Linked DNA regions of Mus musculus: regions 2 and 3 are each linked to region 1. A link is a contact called in public Hi-C data. All regions are on one chromosome and are shown on one strand. The core of a region is the stretch at or near the end of the contact, and the rest is flanking DNA. Distances in the headings are between cores, read along the strand shown. Region 1 overlaps Zbtb20 (zinc finger and BTB domain containing 20). Region 2 overlaps Zbtb20 (zinc finger and BTB domain containing 20). Region 3 overlaps Zbtb20 (zinc finger and BTB domain containing 20).

The links. Hi-C and Micro-C count contacts between places; a contact is called where the count stands out from the background.
Region 2: a contact with region 1 is called in a Hi-C map of ventricular fibroblasts, with 3 times the contacts expected there. The contact joins two enhancer-like sites. A contact is called at or near these places in 4 of 484 Hi-C or Micro-C datasets (the HL-1 cell line, liver, muscle stem cells and 1 more) and 2 of 9 other capture datasets (adipose tissue and liver).
Region 3: a contact with region 1 is called in a Hi-C map of muscle stem cells, with 2.6 times the contacts expected there. The contact joins two enhancer-like sites. A contact is called at or near these places in 3 of 484 Hi-C or Micro-C datasets (the HL-1 cell line, muscle stem cells and myocytes) and 1 of 115 datasets of contacts at active chromatin or transcription factors (fibro-adipogenic progenitors).

What each region holds. Positions count from the first base shown.
Region 1 is chr16:43,456,911-43,460,536 of GRCm38.p6, reverse strand. The region is part of intron 4 of Zbtb20 (zinc finger and BTB domain containing 20); the gene reads right to left. Among named protein-coding and RNA genes, the nearest start is that of Gm15713, 39 kb to the right of the region's middle. Within about 2 kb of position 1,731, at least 70 of the 459 cell types and tissues checked have an H3K27ac peak or open chromatin away from gene starts, as enhancers often do. A contact at or near this core is called in fibro-adipogenic progenitors, muscle stem cells and myocytes, where this site is marked.
Region 2 is chr16:43,233,531-43,237,156 of GRCm38.p6, reverse strand. The region is part of intron 3 of Zbtb20 (zinc finger and BTB domain containing 20); the gene reads right to left. Among named protein-coding and RNA genes, the nearest start is that of Gm25873, 110 kb to the right of the region's middle. Within about 2 kb of position 1,761, at least 65 of the 459 cell types and tissues checked have an H3K27ac peak or open chromatin away from gene starts, as enhancers often do. A contact at or near this core is called in muscle stem cells, where this site is marked.
Region 3 is chr16:43,251,337-43,254,962 of GRCm38.p6, reverse strand. The region is part of intron 3 of Zbtb20 (zinc finger and BTB domain containing 20); the gene reads right to left. Among named protein-coding and RNA genes, the nearest start is that of Gm9968, 110 kb to the left of the region's middle. Within about 2 kb of position 1,727, at least 63 of the 459 cell types and tissues checked have an H3K27ac peak or open chromatin away from gene starts, as enhancers often do. A contact at or near this core is called in fibro-adipogenic progenitors, muscle stem cells and myocytes, where this site is marked.

The DNA.
Region 1 (3,626 bases), core at 482-2,981:
TAGCAAAAGTGTCAATCTCTAAGGACCCAATTGTAGTTTAATTGTAGCTGAAAAGGCTAATTCACTAATTTGAATGTACATAATGTTCTGGGGCAGTGGTTTTCAGCATTTAGAGATGATGCAGGTTCTTAGGAGAATCCTTTTCCCCAAGCTCAAAACAAGTTTCAAGGAGCGGCTGGTTCCGGAGCAGCCCGCATGTATGACTCCCCTGGCCTGATTACGCGTGACTTGGGGGCTGAGGAGATGAGTAGAGAAAAGTCTCTTTGATTTGTCTTCAGAAAGTTTAAGCCAAACATAAGCTGAAGCCAGGAGTAAAGAAAATGTTAAAAATGGAAATGTAAAAAACTAAGTTGGTAAAGATGCGTGACTAGAGATACAAGCTCTTTTAAAGTACCCTAGACCTTTATAATACTTTCCTCATTCATTATTATTAGCATATGTTAATAATATAAAATAACGCGCTCTATTATAATTTGCCTATGATGTATATAATGTACTTAGATCATTATCCACCCCTTATAATTCCTTTTAAAGTTAGAACAATGGGTAGAGGAGTATGGAGTGGAGAAATGGTAGCAACAGAAAGAGTTCCTAGCTCTGAGGACCTGCTGTGGTTTCAGGCATCTGGTAAGGAAAGGTGTGTCTCGTTTGCACATATGTCACCCCAGGGATGTGTACGAAGCAAGCTACATGGGGTACACAGAGGCTCCGACACTAAGACATGGCAGTTTTCCTGAAGGGCTGGTTTTCTTTGTGTGTAAATAACTTAAACTATTCTTTATAGATGAATACATTCATTCCCCCATTAACTTTTTCTTGGATGTTTTAGAAGAAACTAAACAGATTCTCTTCTTGGCCTTGCATTTCTTCTAGTTCAGTAACACAAACAAGAATATACTGAAAAATGAAAAGAAAACAAGAATCCATGTGTATTTTCAGGGGTCAGACCTGAGACCTCCCTGAAATGTGAAATGTCCTGTCTGGGGCACACAGGCAGTGTCCCAGGAGGCATGCCGGACCATTCTAACTTGAGGACTGCCAGAGGGCAAGTGTGAGAGGCACTGTCAGAGTGAATCCCTGAGCCCACACTACAGGGGAAAAATACTGTTACCCTGAACTTACTAGAAGAAAGAGGAGATTTCAGGAATTAGGAAACTTACCCCAAATCACACAGCCACTAGCCTCTGAGTGAGTCCCTACCATTCCAAAGTCCACATACTTTAACCACTAAATTATACTACCTTTAGGTGTTTCCCACTTGAAGTTTCCCCTTGAAATCTGGGCTCATTCAGGATTATGCAGGCTGGTTTAGGCTTCACTTTGGAAGGAGATAGGTTTGGCTTGATTTGCATTCTAAATATTTCACAGCGGTAAGGGAAAGCTATTATTATACCCATTTTATGGTGAGGAAACTGAGCTGCCTGCCAGCTGAGGTATCTGGCTGGGTTAAAAACAGAAGCTTGCCTGTTTGTCTTTGCTCTGAACTAACTCAAGGTTCAGGCCACCTGACTGGCCAAGCCAGCTTTTCTGCATATGGATTAACACCGGTGACAAAGAGTGCCACAAACTTTGCTAAGAGGGAACAATAATAATTCAGTAAGGAAAAATAATTCAGTAAGGAAAAATAAAATAAGTCATCATAACTCGCAAGTTTGGTTACTCTGAGGACTGAATAGAAAAGGGAGTGCTTACTCATCACAGATGAATCAGAAAATGAGAGTGTGTCACAGCGCTGATGACAGAGCTGGGGAATTCAGACGATCTCCGTTCCAAGCTCCTCTTGCTTGCTTAGGACGGTAAAAGGTATGGCAGTCATGAAGGAGTGGCCTCTTAGGCAGGGCTTTAATCTTAAGTCTTTCTAGAATTTAGGTGGGTTTGTATCTCTGCTTCATAGGGGTAGGGACAACCTCTAAATGTTTGTGTAATGTTTCAATGTACATGTTTAAATATCTTTTAGTGTTGCAGAAATATAGTATTTAGTAATTGTATGTCGGAGTCTTCCCAAACACTCGGCTGATTTTTACTTTGACTTCCAGGATTTCCAAAGGCTGAGGAGCCCCTGGAATTCTAGACACACGTGCCTCTCGGAATGAGCGCCAGCTCCACAGACTCCTGGCAATTGATATTCCATCTTTGCGTTGGATGCAAGACTTTTTTTTTTTTTATGTGACAGATTCAAGAAGTTTTATACTAGACTTAATGGCATTACATGCACTCTGCATTTGTGAGTTTTTAATTCTCTACTTTTTTTTTAAAATCTAAACACTGGGAAAGGTTTGTGAGTCAAAGACAGGGCATGGGTGCAGAGGTATTCTTTGCAACACCACGCCGGGCCCTTTGCTCATGTGTTTTCATTTCTTTTGGTCGGTGGGAGAAAAACATAAAGGCCATGTCGTCACTCCTGTGTTGAAGTCAGCCTTATGGGACCATATTATTTGTGTCCATCTCAAGAAATAAAAGAATCATGAACGTTATGACATAACTGTGAACAACAGTTTCTTTAAACCTCAGATGATGGGATAAGGTAATCACCAATGGAGAGAGAAGATGCAGAAACTAAACTTCAGTAATTAGGCACAGCACAGCCTACGTACGAGCCTTTGCCAAGATACAATTAAACACCTGCCCCACCCCGTCCACATTTCCTGACTCTTCATGATGTTCACAGGATCAGAGAACAAAATATCAGAGAACAAATGAAGTGGGAGCAGCAGCTCTGGGAGCAGTAGCAGGGGCTGCATTTATAGTTAAGATGGGTTCTATTTTAATTATAATTTTTTTCTGCATGAATCTCATACATATATAGAAGGAAACATGACCACATCCACACCAGTTCCTTTCTCTTCCGCCCTCTCTAAAGCAGATTTTAGGAACATTCAATGATGTAATTCCATTTTTCCCTGTATATTTCTAATTTCTGAAGTAGTAGCTTTACAGCGTCTAAATGGATTGAGTGTCAGACCTTCTTCCCTATAGCAAATTGATTTGTGTGTGTGTGTGTGTGTGTGTGTGTGTGTGTGTGTGTGTATGTATGTGTGTGTGTCCTTAAAAGGTCTGACACTGTTATTATGTGGCCTATCAATTAAAGGCACACAATGTTGTTCTAGTCTACCATTAATGTCATTTGCTACAGAGATTGCTGCTATCACACAAATACTCCAAAACTTTTCAATATAGAAATGCAGAGAATAACAGTGCTTGGTTCAGTGGATCATAGAATTAATATGTGCACTGCAGAAGCACAGAGAAGTATCCTGATTTGTGTGCACAGAGGGTGTTCCTCACCAAAGGTTTCCTCAAATGGTTAAAATACAAAGGGAAAATTAGGAGCCACATATCAAAAGACAGAAATTAATCAGGTATGCCCACTGACTGCTTAAACTGTGGGGACAACATAAGCTAGGTCTGTGTTTTAAAGACTTAGGAGCAGTGTTCTGCAATACAGATTGCAAAGTGTTACTTTCATCCTTGTCACGACTAGCTATTTGCTTAAGCGCATCCAAGACCTCTCACAATTTGGCCCAGGCCCATCTCTGTTTTCTTCTCCACTGTTTCTTTATATATGGTGACAGACTATTATGTTTTTCCCTGCGCATGCCCAGGACAGCCATGCCTCCCAGCCTTTG
Region 2 (3,626 bases), core at 512-3,011, 220 kb after region 1:
AAAAATTGTTTTATTTATTTATATTTTAAAATGGTGAGTTTCTGAAAGCGAATGCAGTTGACTGTGATTTAATTTCTGTGTACCTGCTGGATTTTCCATTTTTATTATTCCTACTCCTATTCCTATCATGTCGATATTTTATTCTTAAAGCACTTTACAATTATTAATTAGTTAATTTGGTCTAAATTACATTTATGCTTTTGTTTTAAATCCATGCTACTCATAGTTATTATAAGCCTAAAATGCTATTTCGCCAGCCAATTATTCTCATCTCAAAAACAGCTTGTTGTTGATGACAGCACCTTTTCTAAGTTTTCAAAGAACATTTAATACATGGCCAGTACATACACATTATTTCTGGATGCTTTTCACATAATCTAACTGCACTTATAAAAAAGTATATCTGTTTAATATCTACATTTTATACATGAGCCTTCAACTCCTTTTATATTTCCACGCCTTTCATTTAGTTTTGAAAAAGACATTAAAGTTGTTTCTTATATCTTACAATGACCTCAAAAGTGAGGAGTCTGAGCAACATTCCAGATGAAACACACACACACACACACACACACACACACACACACACACATTTTGGTTACTATAAGAGCTAGAAGCCTAACAACAACTTCCAAACGTTCGTGTTCCTGTAGAAATCTCAACACGGACTAACTATCTAGGTCCTAATGTAAAACAGTGTTTACTTTTAAAAATCCATGCAACAGTTTCCCCACATGTGTTTGGGACACTGTTAAGACGCATCATAATTAACAGTGTTGAAAATAACAACAGATCTTTAAATCCAGTCATCGTTTTATACATAGTCACAAATATCTGAGCAAAATGAAAACTATTTTTAGGACAAAACGTTAACTTTTTCTTTTGCTGATAAAGACAAATAACTTGAGAAAACACCCTTTCCTTTTCACGACTCTCACTTTCACAATAAATGCAGCACGGAAACTAAATTCTCAACTTAGAACTATGCTGAGCTGTATAAACAACTCAGCAGACTCACAGAAACACTCCCCATCCTCTGCTTGGTCTTTCACTTCCCAGGCATACACAATCACACTTACCTGCACAAGCCTCAAACATCAGTCTATGGGTGGTTTTTTGAAATGAACTCTGTACCGATGCATTTTTCTGTGTTTCTTTCTAACCCTCGGGAATGTTAAGAATTTAGGAAGAGAGCCACAGTTTAAGAGCGCAATTATTTGCCAGTAAATACTCAATTTGCTTGTCCTGTGATTTTTCTTCTAACTTGCATATTCAATAATCCGTCCCTGACTGCGTCACGAGCACAAAAAGTCTTTTCTCTAAAGGAGAACACTTTCGCCAATCAACCTTCAGCCATGCCAGGGCACAGCTCGTCAGGGTGATTTGTTAGCTTTAATTAATAATTCCTCATGCTGGCCATTTCACAAATAACACAGTCAGAAGGCGACGCAGGATGGCTGTACTTCAGGGCGATCAAAACACAGTGGAATGGGGGTGTAGAGGAGTGGGAGAAATTCACATCTACTCAGACTCTTTCAGATTACAGTATAGAGGCCATCGCAGCTGAATTACCACACTATGTCCACCAATTTGTATTCAGATGGAAGCCATATGTTCTTCCACTTTTATCTGCTAGGGCCTCCCAGTGCCAACACCATTACTGGACAGACAACATTTACAAAGGAGGTCTCTAGCCCCGGGATTGCACAAGTTTACTGCAGGTGAAGTTGAGAAATCAGACATATACAGTACTCAGTGAGTTTGTGTAACAGCCTGGAACACAGAAGTACAAGTCGCGAGTGTCAGATTTTCTCTTGCTAGGCTGGGTGATACTGGACATTTCTGTTAGCCTTTAACAAAATCCTCAGGCCTGGACCGACCTCAAAACAGTCAAGTAACAATGGAGCGTTTGTTCAGGTAGGGCACAGTTATTGACTTCTAAGCTATGCATCGCATATTTTATTAAGGCCTAAGAATTTTGGCTGAAAAACAAAACAAAACAAAACTCTGACTTTCCCAGCTTGCTGACACAATCCACACATCTTTTCAAAGCACATCAATAACAGTGCTTGAACAAGGCACCAAAGCAGGTAGCATGTAAAGAGAAGTGAGAATTAGGAACACTGTTCCATGTGGCTCCATCACGGCGTCACTCATGAACAGCACACGGGTAGCCCTGCTCTAAAACATACACACAGTGTAAACAAGGTCGGACAACACAAAACAAAACACTAAAACAGCCAATTGCTAACAAAAAAAAAAAAAACCATTTCAACAATAAGAAATATCCCTCAAAGCAACTAGACAAGTCAGAAGCATAGCACTATGTCCATAGTTAATTTCAAAAGGCTCACAAATCCTGGAGAAAAACAAAAACACAGAGGAGATTATAGTCATGCCCCTTATCTGATGTGTGTGAAGGCAAACTCATTAATTTGTTAGATACATATTTATTGACAATCTCTTCTGTATCAGAAACTGGATAATACCAGTACTGAGAGAATAAGGGACAGGCTTTGCCTTCAAGAAGCTTATAATTTAATCACTACAGCTTAAAAGAAAACATGCACCTCTAAACAGAAAACTGTCAATGTAGCACAAACATACAAGAAAGCATGAAACAGAGCTCTTAGACATGACACATTAACTGCATCTAAAGGTAGAATTGCAGTGTCAGTGGTAGGGAAGAACATTCTACAGGCAGGCAAACCTTTGAACTTTTTTAAAAAAAACTATTACTAGAATCAGATTAACAGTTCTAGGAACTGAGGGATTTAGTGAATAGTAATTTCAGATAAATGCTTTAGATAGTAAACAGCTCAGGATTTAAAAACAAATCTATTAAGGAACAAAGTCCTTCTCAAACCATGATGACTGCCATCATCAGGATGGTATATTGCAACAATATTGGTATATCCCCAACACAGGCACAAATAAGAGTGTGCACTGTCCTTCTCTCTATCAATGCATTCCTGTTATCTCAGGCAAGTAGAGGATGTAGGCACACATCCTGTTTTCCTACTCATTTGTCTTTTGTTCACCAAATGCATACATGCATACTCTGTTTGTATTGTGTCAGAAGATAAATCATATTTGCATGGCTATTATAAGAAGGGAAACTATGTATTTACTTAGTGGTCACAGATACATTCTAGTCAGAGATCACATGCTATGTATTACAAATGATTGCAAATGATAAGGGGGTGGGGTGGGGAACGGTCTATCCTAACGTGGCATCTAGAGCTTGTAAATCCTCTTGGAAACTGGATGACATTCTCAATTCTATTGAACATTGTTTTATATCATTTTCAGAATGTAAAGAAGCACCTAGAATACCAAACTTACAAACTGGTCATACATTGCCAGTTAAAGAATTTGTATCGTTCATTTATCCATTTACTAAATATTTATCAAGCTTGTACTATCTATTCATGTAACACTTATATATAATAACAATTAAGACTATTGAGTACTTCCTATATGTTGGTAACTGATGTACAATTTTATATAAGCATATATTCAGAAAAGTATCTCATTTAATCACCAGAAGAACTGAGGTAGGTCCTATTTCAATTTTTATTTAACAGATGATGAAACTCCACAAATAGTAAACTGGATGTACACTA
Region 3 (3,626 bases), core at 478-2,977, 210 kb after region 1:
AATATTAATCCCCATACAAAATCAGGGGTGTAAATTTCTAAGTAATATCCTAAGGAAAGCATCATCCCTTCTGTTAATTAGGCATTCTTGTTTTTTAAAATGTTGAACATCTTAAAGCTAATATGTCAGGATATAATGTTACAGTGAGCAAAGCTACTAGGTCAGTAAGACAACTTAGCCGGGACATGATTTTAAAATAATACTTCCATTTATGTTACTATCCCAGAAGTGAATTTTATTTACAATGATTAAAATATCTCTTTATTAAATTTGATTCAAGTACTAGATAATATAAATATATTTACCATGTAAAATTACATCAATGTAATTTTATATGATAAATATTAAATCATTGTCTCATTTTTATTTTGATAAAATTTCTTGTAGGTGGTATCATTTCATGTTAGGCATTTTATGCTGCTTAATATTATAATTAATAATTCATATTTTTGTCTTTCCCTTCTCATTTCTGACAACTTTTATTTTTAATCGGTGGGCATGTGCCAAATTGGTTTGTTATTTATTTATAATGTAAAATGACAAGGGAATTGAGTATGTGGAATAGAGAAAGAGGTTGTCTTTTAAAAAATAAAACTTTCTCAGTAACGGGGATGTTTCTTGTTTATCCTTATGGACTTGAGTATTTGTGAGAGGTTAGAGCAGATGTCGTTGCCCTTGCATGACAAAACTGTGTTAACTACATTAAATAGAACTGCTATTTCTTTCAATTCATTTTAGCTTTGTGTAGACATCTGGACATATGCATAAAAAAGAAAAAAAAAACCCAAAATTTGTAAAAGATTCCCTGGTCTGATAGATCCTATAGTGCCAATTAAGTAAAAATTCTGACAAAACAGATCTATTTGTATTCTTTCCTAAGCTAAAACATGCAAATTTAGGAACAAACAGAAAAGTCCAAAGATACTGAAAAAATAAAATGTTCTGTCTGTGGTGCTTTATAGAATAGAACATTACGTAATCTCTTTAACTCTGCACATAACAAGGAACCACATATCCTAAAAGCTAGAGCACTGACTGACTGCCAGAAACTTCAGAGAGAGTTTCTAGAACATGGGCTAGCAAATCACTAGTGGGGCTCATTCTAAAGAGGACCCTCAGGCCCCGCTAGGAGCCACTGTCAACGGGGAGTCTGCACTGATGTGTCTGTCCTTCCAGGCTGCATACGCTCCTGGCACAATTAAGTTGAGTACTACACTTTTACAGAAAAACTTGTCTAGCCCACAAGAGCTTTCCATTGTCAAAAAAAAAAAAAAAAAAAAAAAATGCTTTCAACTCATCCTGTGTCAAACATTAGAGAATCCAAGGAATACAAATTTCATCAAATTACATACTTCTCTAAGTATCTCCCATTTCTTTTATTAGTTTAACTATCATGAACTATTACTGGGCCCTTAGACCAGACTCTGGTTAATTTAGATGCCAGCACTTGGAAGAAGAGAACTTAACATAACAAAAATGGCCCTCTATCTCATGAGAAACCTATTATTTACAGTTTAAAATTGTAATACAATATTGAACATTTCCAAAATGTTTCTGACTTTAATTACTTGGATAATTATTGAAATTCAGACTGTTGTAAACTGTCACTGAGTCAGATGTGGGAACTGGTGAAATCCCTGAGTGACAAGTCACTCGGTGTCAGTATGAGTCAGAACACAAGCATTCTGACACATCACTGTGCTTTTCAACCTCGAGCAGACCTCCCCCTCCCTGCCTCTGGGCACACACTCACTTTAAAGGCTCTGTATCCAGGAGGCATTTTATCATGGTTATGTATACAGTGCTCATCTTTCAAAACTGTACTGTGAAAAAAGCTAACTGTGCAATGTGAAAAATCTAAGATTAAACAACTGGTGTGGTTCAGCTAAGAATGGGAAGAGCGATGCTATTGGCCAGTCATCAGAAGCAGTCTTTATGATCTGGTTAGAGGTTGCTTGTTTGTTTTTAATTTATTATTGTGGGATTGTACAAATCCTTTCAAAGCAACATGCTACTCTAGATAGAAGAAAAGAAGAGCTGTGTATCCACGTGTAGACAACGCCATGACTACTACTTGGTATCTGTATTTCACCAATTAAATAAAACAAGAATAGGAAGTCATATCTTTAGTATAGCTTTTATAACATGTTCAGCATATGAAAGAAAATAGAAACTACAGTAATGAGCACAATGGTCTTGAGATGATAAGACTTTTAATAGAGCTTTACCTGGTCAGGGTATTCACAACATGCTCCCTATAGGTAGGACACAAACAAATGAATGCATGCGTACTTTAAACAGTCAAGAAAATGTGTGTTTCCATTTGCAGGGAAGAACATCACTGTGCTTGATAAGCACTTTAATTTTCATGATACAGCACTTCTGAATATGGACAGTGAGTGAGAATTCAGTTTTGCTGAATAGGTCAAGAAGTAGAAAGGTGAGCAGGATGAAGAACATTTGTGTGTGAAGATGCGTGTGACCTAAATTTAACAATATCATCATTCTATGCCCAGATATTTTTGTACAATAAGAATTTTTCCTCATATCTGGAATATACATACATACATACATACATACACACACACACACACACACACACACACACACACACATGTATAGTACATATATTATGACAACCTTTGAGAATTCCTCTAAATACCCCAAATGGACTTCTACAAATGCAGACTTCCACGATTCTATCTATTGGCATCTGAAGGAATGTTTCCATCAGTTCCTTCAGAACATAAGAACTGAGTTCTGTTTAGAATACAATTATTTACATAATCAGCAGTACTATTTTCTCTACTGTTTTGAATAAGATTATGGAAACATAAAGCATTAAATCTGTTCCTAGATAAAAATAATTTTTATCAAGCCCAAATGGTATCTAAAAGGTGAGGACAGGCTGAGATGGACTCCTTGGCTTCCTTCTGTCCAACAATTTCCTGTTTCCCTATTTCCTATGGTTACCACCATGAAACATGTGAAAAACTCAGTAGGGACTCTGTTTCAACTTTTCCTTTCAAAACAGAGTAAAAGCTCAATGGAAAAAAAATGTCCTTCCTATCTCCATGCCAGGCCCCATGTAAGATCCACAAACTTAAAAGCCAGGCAAATAGTATTTTATATGCCCAAAACTTAGTGACACGGTGCTATAAAATTCCCCAAATTTAGGCATGTGACTTGACTAGTACATACTGTGGTATGAGTCAAGGAAAATGGAACCATGTGTATTTTTTATTGCATACGCAAATGATTCTTTTCAGTCCATCCAAAAACATGTTACTTCAAGAAATACATGGTTTTTCTTTTATAAAAAATGATTCAACTGTTAAACTTATTAAGTAAAATGATTGAAAGCTATTTTAGTAAACATAGGTAGAACTAAGAAAATATACTTATAAATCATGATGGTCACAAATTTAACCTACTCATATGTATAACTAATTATCAGGGTCACACAAGACTTACAGTAAATAGTCAGGGAAGATGAAGAGTATTTAAGCGGCAGGCTAAGGACATTACTTATCCTCTGAGAAGAAGCTACAAATGGCTGTGTTTAGATGGCCAGCGAGTGATGGCAGATAAGTAACCCCAGGGGCATGCTAGGTTTATTCAGACAC